Regions from separate parts of the Sus scrofa genome. Here regions 1 and 3 are each linked to region 2. The links are chromatin contacts, called in public HiChIP or PLAC-seq maps. All regions are on one chromosome and are shown on one strand. The core of a region is the stretch at or near the end of the contact, and the rest is flanking DNA. Distances in the headings are between cores, read along the strand shown.

Region 1 (3,961 bases), core at 722-3,221, 160 kb after region 2:
CCGCAGTGTTCCGAGGATACAGCCGAGAACAGGATCAAGATGGGCCCAACCTTCAGGAAGCGGACAGGAGGTGGGAATGGGGAAGAAAGATATTTAACTACTCAAAAGCTAAATTTACATGAAAATCTGTGATAAGTTATCTACAGACCCAAAGAAGCCAGAGGAAGGCCAAAGGCCCTAGAGGAAAGGCAGTCACTTTCCACAGGACTCAGGGATGGTCTCCAGAAGACTCGACACAGGAGGGGGACCAGACAGAGGACAAGTGGGGGGCTGCAACCTTGGAGAGGACAAGACACAGAGGAGAAGGTTCCTGGGAGGCACCTGGTCCTACCTCTCTCCTGGCCCAGCTGTGGGGGCTGAGCATCCTCAGGGACCCCTTCCGGTGGTCCAGCAGGTGACACAGGGCGGCTGGGCTGGGGGGTGCCCCCAGGGCTGGGCTCCGTGCCCTTTTGCAGGGAGCCTTCTGAATGGAAGCTCTGGTTACTGTTCTCATCTGTGGGAGCAAGAGCAGAAAGGGTTGGGTCTGAGGCGCCCAATCCCCTCCTTCATTCCCCACCGCTGCCCCAAAGCCCAGCCAGCATCCCCGACATACCGTTGAGATCGAGCAGGATGAGAGGGCCCCCCCCTCGGGGACTGGCGCCCCTGCCCCTCCGCTCGCGGCCTCGGGATCGCTCTGCGCCGCCACCTGCCCTCCGACGCTCCTGGGGGTTAGAGGACGAAGGGTTACAGTCAGCTTTCTAGTTAGTGCTTGCAAAGCCCCCACTGAACAAATAACGACATTGAGGCACAGAGAAGCAGAAGGCCCTCCGTGAGCGACAGGTTGTGCGCCACGGCGGCGGCGGCGGCGGCGTTAGGCCGTGAACTCAGGGGGTCTGGTGGCGGGGGAGGGGAAAGAGGCGGAGTTGCTAATAATTGTTAACATCTGTTCCCGAGGCTGCATGTAAGGTCTAAGTGGGGACTGGAGGTGGAGGCCAGCCGCCGGGAGGGGCTTGCCCGAGGTGGCCCAGATGCAGGGCCTGGTGTGGGGGAGCTTGCTCACCTCTTCCTGGGGGTCCACCACTGGCACCCACTTGAAGATACGCAGGGAAGTGTCACCCACAGTCACCCAGCGCTTCTCCCTGTGGGACGGTGGAGGGACGGGGTCAGAGAGGCCTGAGGAGAGAGCCAGCCCAGGAGCTGGATGTATCTGGGGATACGTGTGGAGGTGGGGGTGGTGCGCAAAAGAAGCGGCAGCGTGGCTAATGGGACTTGGAGGGAGAAGCCCGGCAGACCTCAGGGCATAGGTGGGGGGCGGGAGAAAGAGAGAGAGGGAGAGAAAAAAAAATAGGCTGGGGTCACGACGCGGCAGACCCCTGGGGTATACATGGAGAGCGCGACTATAGGCCTGGGACCACAGCCTCGAAGATCCCGGGGCACACTTGCGGGAGGAGTGTCAAAGCTTTAGGGGGCGGGGCATAAAGGGGGGGTTCCAGCTCTGGGAGGGCAGGGCTGGGGAACACGCTTTGTAGACCCCAGGGTGTAGCCAGGAGAAGAGAGATAGAGCCCTGCAGATCCAGGACGCAGCTGGGGGCGGCGGGGGAGAGGGGCACACCTAACACCTGGGGGCCACAGGTGGCGGAGGGGGTGTGGACGTGTCGGGGGAGGAATGGCCCGCCGTGGCCCGTCCCTGGCCCCCGGGGCAGCGCTCACCATCTCCGGACCTTCTCGATGGTCGCCATCACCTTCTTGATGTCATCCTTGGCCCGGCTCCGGGTCTCGGCCCGCACGGTCCGGCCGGCCATGCTGGCGGGGCTGGGGCCGAGGCCGAGCCCGCGGCTGGGCCGCCTCCCGTCCGGCGGGCTCAGGCTCGGCGCCAGGCCGGGGCGCCGCTCTCTCGGCCTGTCGCCCCTCCGGGAGTTGGCCGCGCCCTCCCTCGCTCCCCAACGCCTCCGCGAGTCCCCGCCCCGCTTCCTGCCGCCGCGCCCCGCCCCGGCCCGTCCCCGGAGCCGCCCGGCGGCGCGGGCGGCCAGAGCCCAGGCCTGGAAGCCGGCCGGCCCCGCCCCGACCGGGCCCGCCGCCTCCGCCTCGAGGCGCCCGGACGCGCAGCGCCCCCTGCCCGCGGCCGAGAGGGAGGTTGGGGCAGCTCGGCGACTGGACGCGCGCGGCGGGGCTGCGGCCGTGCGTTCAGACCACGTGGGCGCCAGGGGGCGCGAGAGGATCTGTGTCCCGGGTGCGACCGCTGCGCGTGGGTGGACCCTGGAACGGTGTGTGTGTTTGTGTGTGTGTGTTTGCGTGTGTGTGTGTCCCTTGCTCGGCTGCCTGGTTCTACGCTGCAACTATCTCTTCATCCATTCATTCTACAGGCTATTAACTGAGGGCCAGTTACGTGCCAGACACTGTAAATGTACTGAGTGCCTCTTCCACCCTCCAGAATGGCTCAGATGAGACCTTGCCAAGTGGAGGCGAAGTAGAGCAACTGGACCTCTCATATTTCTGGGGGAGTGTAAATTGATAGAGACACTTTGGAAAGCTGGCGCTTTTCTAGTGAAACCGAACGTACACCAACCCTGTGACCCAGCAGTTCCGCTCCTGGATGGTTAACACCCATCAGAAATGCGTGGGTAGGAGCCCCAAGGGACCTGTACTGGAATGTCCATAGCTCTGTTCCTAAGCGCCTCAGGCTAGAAACAACCCATCCACAGGGCCATGGAAAATAAATTGTAGCCTGTTCACACCATGGACGACAGGGCAAGGAGAGTGATGTCCTGCTACACACAACATGGGGACGTCTCGTGAAAGAGGTCAGAGAAGCAATACGCCCTGTGATCCCATTCAGAGAAAGTTCTGGACAAAACCAATAAATGGTGCGAAACACCGGGGAGAGTGGTCACCCTGGGGACTGGGAGGGGCTAAGAGGGGCCTCTGGGAACTGGTCAGATTCCGTTTCTTAATCTGGTGCTGGTTCCCACGGCATATTTACTCTTGGAAAATTCGCGGAGCTGTACATATAGGATGTGTGTACTTTACCCTGTGTCTATAGCACGTCAATGAAAAGCTTACTTAAAATACATGTGTCTTGGTTGATTTTGTTTGAGGCTGTGTTTGCCAGCAGGTATGACATTCTAAATTTGTGTTGCTGTGTGTGAATGTGTCAAGGGTGTGGCTCTCGGGTCTGTGTGTTTTGGTGTGACTATGTTCAGAGGTGGTTATGACATCATTTCTGGGCCAAATCGCTGGGGTAAAATCCCAGCTCTGCTTGTCCAGTGACCTCAAACAAGTCACTTATCACTATTTTCTCAGCTGTAACATGGGAATGAGTTAATATACATGTAACTCTTAGAACAGCATCTTGCGCATAGTAAATACCCAACAAGAGTCACTGTTAATATGCGCGTGATGGTGCCACATGCTGTGCCCTCTGCCAGTTGTTCCCTTTCTTCCTTTATTCTGGCAGTTGTCTGCTCATGGTGAAATACTTAAAGACACAGGGGCCTCCTTCCCAGTTCACATTACCTGCTTTTGTCTGTGGTCTCACTATCAGATTGAGCTCCTCAGGGGGCCAGAGACTAAGAATGGATCCCCTCTGGGGCCCAGAGCCCAGGACAGAGGGGGTACTTGGGAACCATTTGTGGGAATAAGTAAGTGTGTACGGACCGGTCAGCGTTTGTCCTCATCGGGTTTGTGGGTAGATGTGTGGGTGTGACTCCCTGGACCTATCTCTGAAGCTTGTTCCAGCGCAAGAAGCCTTCAGTAGATGCGGGTGTGTCGGAAGGGTTCTCTTACTGGTAAGACGAGGTGGTGGTCCCCTCCTAGTAGCTGTGACTATGAGAGCAAGGGCAGAAGGCATCTGCAATAGGCCAGGAGGTGTTTATGCCAGCAGGTGTGGCCCAAGCCTGAGGGCCCCCATCTCGGCCTCTCAAGCACCTGGCTCTCCCCTTCCCTTCCCCGCCAAGAGGGAGGGCCAGCACATTCCAGGCCTGCC
Region 2 (3,428 bases), core at 590-3,089:
CTCCCAGGAGTTTAGTAACATTTTGGGGGGGTGGGGTGGACAATCCATGAATCCAGATACGATGCAATCGGTACTTCATGAAGTCCAGGAGGCTATGGGAGCCAGAAGGGGTATTAAGCCAGCCTGTGAGTGGTCAAGAGTGGTCACCTGGGGGTTGTGAAGGAAACTTCTGAAGGAAAAATATTGAAAAAGGATGAAAAAGTACATGAGAAGGCTAAGAAATACGAGATCTTTCGGGAGCTTGGTGTTGTTCTATGAGATAGTCTCAGAAATATGTAAGCTTGGTCTGGAAAAAAAGACTTTGAACTGGGCCTAAACGATTGGGCATTTATCCACTTTTTTCAATCAACAAATCTACCTTGCATGCTTCTGTATGCCTTGAGGCTCTAGCACAGGTCAGCGGTAGCAAACTGGCAGCCTGTGGCTGAATCTGATGTATTTTGGCCCACATTCCTGTAGGGTGAACATTGGTTTGAGCTGACTATTCCTTTTGGTCAGAGTATACGGCCTCCTGTTCCTAACATTCCTCATCTGCCCCTCTTTGCTTTATTTACATCATCTTCTTGGTCCTTCTAGGTTTGAGTTTTCAACCACTGGTATTTGCTGTAAGAAAAACAGAACTTCGGAGTTCCCGTCGTGGCGCAGTGGTTAACAAATCCGACTAGGAACTATGAGGTTGCGGGTTTGATCCCTGCCCTTGCTCAGTGGGGTCAAGGTTCCGGCGTTGCGGTGAGCTGTGGTGTAGGTCGCAGACGCGAATCGGATCCTGCGTTGCTATGGCTCTGGCGTAGTCTGGCGGCTACAGCTCTGATTCGACCCCTTGCCCGGGAACCTCCATATGCCATGGGAGCGGCCCAAGAAATGCCAAAAAGACAAAAAAAATTAAAAAAATAAAATAAAAAAAATATTAAAAAAAGAGAAAGTTTAAAAAAAAAAGAAAAAGAAAAACAGAACTTCAAGTCAAGGTCAGAGAGAATCATCAACTCTTAGAGTAGAATGGAGATCTAAACTGAGCAGGTGAAGAGCTGAATGAAAGCTTTATTATGGCCTCCTAACCTGGCTCCTGGGTGGTCGGCCCTCATGAGGTAGATTTTGTGACAGTGCTTGTAACCTTGTGACTTAGACTGCTTGGCTATGAATCTTGGCTTTGAGCTCTATTACTCTATGAGCCTCAAATCATTTATAAATGGAGCATTGTTGGGATTGAGATCGTGCACAAGGTGCCCTCAGTAAAAGGTACGTTATTATTATTATTCTATTCCAGGGTGAGGGTATCAGATTCTCAAATGAGTTCCCTGGTGGCGCAGCGGGTTGAGGATCTCCGGTGGTCACTGATGGGGCTCTGGTCCCCACTTTGGCACGGATTTGATCCCTGGCCAGGGAACTTCCGCATGCCCGGCGTGCAGCCAACCCAACCATTACCAAAAAAACCCCCAAAACACAACAAATTTAAGGGGTTCTTAACTCAGAAAGTTGGCGACCTGATGCATAAATGCTTAGGAGCTATCAACAATACCACCCATGTGTCAAATGCATTGGCTCTATACGAGTGGACTGCAACGGGAATCCAGAGATCCAGGCTCCACTGCTAACTTGCTGAAAGTACCTGAGAAATTCCTTCAGCTCTCTGGGTGATCTATAAAAGAAGGTACGGTGGCCACGTCCCAGTGGGCAGCTGCAATGCAGCCCCAGTGGCAGGTTAGCCGGTGGAGGGTAAAGAGCTCTGCTGCGGGAAAGGCGCGGAGCCTCCGGGCGGACTACATTTCCCAGCCTGCCTTGCGCTTCGGGTAGCGCCCTACGTTAGCACGCGAGGCTCCCTGCTCTCCCAACCTCCAGTTACTGTCTCGCGAGAGGACGGGCCGCGCCGGCGGTAGCGATAGTGAGCTGTGGTGGTGGCGGTGGTGTTGGTGGTGGCGGCCGAGACGGCGGCGGCCATTTTGGTGAGGCCTCGGAAGCGGCGGCGGCGGTTCGCTGCGAGTAGCGTCTCCCATTTTCCCCACCCACCTCCCGCATCTCTGTGCCGTGAGAGGAAGCAGTGGAAGCAAGGCGGTGGCAGTAGCCGCGGGCCTCAGGGGGATTTAAAGGCCGCGAAGGAGGCGGCAAAGAGGGGGCCCTCCCCCTCCTCGGCGGGAGGGGGGGGTGGTGCGCACGCCCCCGAGGACGCAGGTAAGGAGAGGGAGACAAGATGGCGGACGCTCCACAGTTCCCCCTCCCCTGACGGCTGACTGCGCGCGCATCTTTCCGCCACCGCCTCCCCTCCCACCTTCCCGGGGTGCTGCGCGCGCACCTTCGGCCGGGGCCCCGGGGCCGGTGCGCGAGGCTGTCGGCGCGCGCCCATAGAGACAGGCTGAGGGGGGCCAGACCGGCCGGCACTGGGCTGGGGCGCGTCTTCTCTCCCCTTCCGCCCGTCTGCGCACGCGTGCCTGAGCGAGCGAGCGAGCCCTGAGAGGACGGACCCAGGTGCGCTCCTGCCCGCCCACCAACCCCAGCCCCCCACCTCAGGGGCGCGCGAGAAGAGGAAGGGGGGCGTGGGACGAGTAGTTGGGGCGCGCGCCCACCATATCCAGTCCGGAGCCAAGATCTGGCGGCACGAACCCTTCCTTATCTTAAGCTCTCTCGGTCTGGTGGTGGGGGGCTCCCTGACGGGCAGGGACGAGAGGCTTCCCAGCCCTGCGACCCTTGTGTGCGTGGGTTTGGGTTCTGGCGGGAGCCCCGGGGCGGTGAGCACAGCCGGCTCTCTCCGCCTCCAGGCGCGCACGCGCGGGCCCCTCCCCCAGTCTGTCGCGCACGTTGGGTGCGGTGGGAGTCTGGAGGGGGCGGGGCCATCTTAGGGCTAGTGGCAACTTGGGGCAGAGGTCAGGGGTCACGCCGGGTCAGGCTGTTGGGACGGCTTAGGAGATGGTGATGAAGCCTGGGGTCAAGAGTTCGGGCTTCTTGGATCCTGGTTAGCTTGAGTCCAGTGAATCAGTTGTGGAAGAGGGAGTGAATCAAAGGCTGCAGTGTGGTTAAGGAGCTTCCTTAAACACTGGGGAAACACTTCCGGGCCTTGTGTGGGTTTACCCTGCCTATTTCCGGGGCATGGGTCTTTGCTGTTCGGCCTTTCTCCCCTCCTGACTGCTCCTCTAAGGTCTCCTGTTGTAGTTCTTGTGTTTGGGGAAGTGTCTCCTGGCGCAGCATAGGAGGCCCAGGGCCCTGCCTTGAGAAAGGTTGGATTCTCCTATGTTCAGCCCTTACTGGAAAGGAGAGCAGGCTGCCAGGCTGCCAGTACCTTTTGAGCTTCTGGATGTGATAACTTGTTTGGCTTTGTTAATTTGCTCTTCATTCAGTGGTTGGAGCCTTTTACCTTTAAACTTTTTAAACTTTTTGGGAGGCTTCATTTCCTTACTTCAGCCAGAATCTCATGTCCTAGGGAATTCTTTTCACAAAAC
Region 3 (3,831 bases), core at 724-3,223, 190 kb before region 2:
CCTGATTCTATCATCCTCTGTCTCCCCCACAGCCTCAGTGGATATACACTGAGCACCTACGCGGGCCAGTGAGCAAAACAGATACGAAATCCCGAGTTCCCGCAGTGGCTCAGCTGCTTAAGAACCCAACTAGTATCCATGAGGATGTGGGTTCGATCCCTGACCTCAGCCAGTGTGTTAAAGATCTGGCGTTGCTGTGAGCTGGGGTGTAGGTCACAGATGAAGCTCGGAGCCAGCGTTGCGGTGGATGTGGCCTAGGTCAGCAGATCCAGCTCGGATTTGACTCCTAGCCCAGGAACTTCCATATGCTGCAGGTGCAGCCCTAAAAACAAACAAACAAATGGATACAGAATCCTTGCCCTTCCTCAAGAAGGTTACACTGATGCAATCTTACATTCTCCCAGAATTTAACTTGCCCCTTCCCACTTCACCATCTTTGCAAACAGTACCCCCTGTCTGGAATGTTATGGGCAGGTCTTCTTCTTCTTTTTTTTTGTGGTCTTTTTGCCTTTTCTAGGGCCGCATCTGTGGCATATGGAGGTTCCCAGGCTAGGGGGCCAATCGGAGCTGTAGCCGCTGGCCTATACCAGAGCCACAGCAATGTGGGATCCAAGCTGCGTTTGCGACCTACACCACAGCTCACGGCAACACCGGATCCTTAATCCAGTAAGCAAAGCCAGGGATCAAACCCGCAACCTCATGGTTCCCAGTCGGTTTCGTTAACCACTGAGCCACAACGGGAGACAGGTAAAGGAAGATCGCCACCATCCCTTCTTAGACCTGGATGTCCCTTGCTGGTTTCAGACTTTTCTCTCCTAGCAGACTGGGCATCCCTAGAGGACAGGGACCCATAAGTTATCTCTGTATCTCTAGCAAACAGGCACAGCGTTTTGTTGTGAGGAGGGGGAACTGAATCCAGGGATATTTGATGGTCAAATAAACCCTCCCCTCCCCAACACACAGACTCTTCCAGAAAGCCTTTCATCTACTCACAAGAGCTCTGCCAGTTCTCCCACTTCTCCCACCAAGGCCAGGAGGAGGTTCCGAGGCTGATGGAACTGGTCCCAGTCTCGTTCAGCAGCAAACTCGGCATGGAGGCGGCGGCTGGAATAGGAGGAAGGGGTAGAAGTCCAGGTCCCAAGGTTAGGGGACTGGGGAGGAGATGCAGGGACCCAGCAGGTACCTCAGTAATATGTAATGGGGGCATGGGTATCAGAGGAGATTGTGCAACTAATTCCTTGGATGGCATGAACAAGCCATTTCTTCTTTAGGGGACTTGGTTTCCTCATCTATGAGATGTGTGTGTCCTTACACAGACCCTAAGTTATTGAAACCTAGTAATTCCCTCTTTTCCATTATTCCACTTCCTACTGCTTCTTCTGCAGTTTCCTCCACGTAGAGTATTCCAATCTCTGCATATCTAAATGTTACTGATTTTACAGAATGCAGCGCCAGGACACTTCCCCTAAGATGCCCTCCTAGATTTCCTCAAGAAAGAAACATCTCCACCTCTCAGCACTATATTTGCCCTCATCCTACCTCCTGCTCCTGGAAGGCAGGGGCAGGGCAGTAGTGGCGTCGGACTCTTAACTAGTAGGTAACAATGTTCAGGTGTGCCTTGTTAAGCCCATTTTGCAGACCAGTTGGTTAGAATGTTCGCCCGGGGTCAGCCAGCAGCGCTGGGACCCGAGCATAGCTGCTAGCCTTCCTCCCGACCACGTGGAGGGATCCTCCTCAATAGGAGCGCAATAGGAAGGAGAAAGGGGGAGATCTCCCCAGCCCAGATGGGGCAAGGACAGCTTACATGTCCTCGAGCGTGGGTTCCGAGCTGAAGCTGAAGGAGCCGGCGGCGGCAAAGCCCTCTCCCCCAGAGTCCTCATGCGTCTCCCCACTTTCGGACATGCTGACCACCGCGCTGCAGCCGGGACTGCCCCAGAGAGCCCGGGGCCAAGCTCAGAGCCCCCGCCTCCAGAGCCCATGACCAATCACAGGCGTTCGCGATTGCTTCACGGGGGCGGAGCCTAAGGAAAGACCAATTACTTCTGTGGAGTTAGCTACAGCCCGCCCCTTACCCGGACTGGAGCAACCTAAGAGAACTTCAAGCGGGCGTTCCTAGGCTCCGGCCCTCGAGTTGTTCAGGCTTGCTAAGCATCTTAAAGGTATAGGTACCAGATTCAGCTAGGGGAAGAAACAAAGGGCTGAGGGCAGGAGAGCGCAGGCGTGTCACTTCCCTTTTGGGCGCCAGATGGCGCCAAAGCGAAATGACGGGTTGGGGAGGCCGGTGGAGAGGGCCAGAAGTGAGGGGTTTAAACAAGAAAGGGGAATTTATTTATTATTTATTTTTGTCTTTTTGCTATTTCTTTGGGCCGCTCCCGCGGCATATGGAGGTTCCCAGGTTAGGGGTCGAATCGGAGCTGTAGCCGCCAGCCTACGCCAGAGCCACAGCAACGCGGGATCCGAGCCGCGTCTGTAACCTACACCACAGCTCACAGCAACGCCGGATCATTAACCCACTGAGCAAGGGCAGGGACCGAACCCGCAACCTCATGGTTCCTAGTCGGATTCGTTAATCACTGCGCCACGGCGGGAACTCCATGAAAAAAAAATTTTTAATGTTACAGTATTTAAATATTGTGAAAAGTGGGGCAACTTTAGATTGCATGCGACTTAATAGATGCAAACTATTGCATTTGGAGTGGATAAGCAATGAGATCCTGCTGTATAGCACAGGGAACTGTATCTAATCACTTGTGATAGAACGTGATGGAGAATAATGTGAGAAAAAAGAATGCGTATTTGTGTGACTGGGTCACCTGTGCAGTAGAAAATTGACAGAACACTGTAAACCAACTATAATGGAAAAAATAAAAATCATTTTAAAAAACAGATGGCATGGGCCAGGGAAGATGTGCTAATAACTGCCCTTCCCCTGCTCCATCCTTGCAGAGCCATGATGCTGTTCTGGGGTCTCCCCTCCTCTACTTGATTGACCACATAGTCCCATGACCCTGGCCATTGACCAGTTTTATGGGTGAGCATGTGGCCCAGTTCTTGACAGAAGTTAGAAGTCTGTTGGCAACTTCTGAGAAAGGTTCCTAGGACATAGGGTGTTTCCACCTTTAGATGGTTTTTTGTTTTTTGGGTGTTTTTTGTTTGTTTTTGTCTTTTTAGGGCCACACCCACAGCATATGGAGGTTCCCAGGCTAAGAGTTGAATCAAAGCTACAGCTGCTGGCCTACACCACAGCCACAGCAACGCCAGATCCAAGCCACGTCTGTGACCTACACCACAGCTCATGGCAACGCCAGATCCTTAACCCACTGAGAGAGGCTGGGGATCGAACCCGAGTCCTCAGGGATACTAGTCGGGTTCATTAACCACTGAGTCACGACAGGAACTCCCCGCCTTAGATGCTGGTATGTGAGGATCAGGTTGTGAGGACAGCTGGTCCACAAGCTGGGACTGGTAGATGGCAGGACAGAAAGGACTTGGATCTTTGGTAAAGTTACTGAGCTACTTATTTTTATAAGTTACAAGATGCCCTGATTTAGGATTCTGGTTCCATAAGATAATACATCCCTTTATTAGTCAAGCCACTTGTAGTTGGGTTTTCTGCTACTTGTCTTTGAGAAAGTGACATTTAAGCTGAACAGAAATCAAGGGGACTAGAGCTCTAGGTAGAGAGAACACCAATGCTTAAAGCCGGAAAGGCTTGGCATGTTCTAAAAACAAAAAGAATTCCAGTGTGGCAGGAATGTAGTGAGCAAGGGGGAGAATGGTGGGGTATGGTGTGGGAGAATTAAAAAGAAGCACGATCAGGTCAATCAACCA

What was found. HiChIP or PLAC-seq counts read pairs in DNA pulled down with a chosen protein or histone mark.
Region 1: an H3K27ac HiChIP or PLAC-seq map of alveolar macrophages shows a contact between it and region 2. The contact joins the promoter of BCL7C here to the promoter of SRCAP in region 2. A contact is called at or near these places in 2 of 5 promoter capture datasets (fetal liver and liver), 1 of 47 Hi-C or Micro-C datasets (heart right ventricle) and 2 of 2 datasets of contacts at active chromatin or transcription factors (alveolar macrophages and skeletal muscle).
Region 3: an H3K27ac HiChIP or PLAC-seq map of alveolar macrophages shows a contact between it and region 2. The contact joins the promoter of DCTPP1 here to the promoter of SRCAP in region 2. A contact is called at or near these places in 3 of 47 Hi-C or Micro-C datasets (alveolar macrophages, embryonic fibroblasts and epiblast stem cells) and 1 of 2 datasets of contacts at active chromatin or transcription factors (alveolar macrophages).

Annotation. Positions count from the first base shown.
Region 1 is chr3:17,545,556-17,549,516 of Sscrofa11.1, reverse strand. It overlaps BCL7C (B-cell CLL/lymphoma 7 protein family member C), which reads right to left and starts at 1,971. Exons shown (of 6, transcript XM_013995586.2): 1 at 1,690-1,971; 2 at 1,040-1,118; 3 at 593-701; 4 at 332-493. The coding sequence starts at 1,781.
Region 2 is chr3:17,701,273-17,704,700 of Sscrofa11.1, reverse strand. It overlaps SRCAP (helicase SRCAP), which reads left to right and starts at 1,839. Exons shown (of 34, transcript XM_005653006.3): 1 at 1,839-2,166.
Region 3 is chr3:17,894,568-17,898,398 of Sscrofa11.1, reverse strand. DCTPP1 (dCTP pyrophosphatase 1) reads right to left here and starts at 1,973. Exons shown (of 3, transcript XM_003354540.4): 1 at 1,805-1,973; 2 at 994-1,104. The coding sequence starts at 1,902.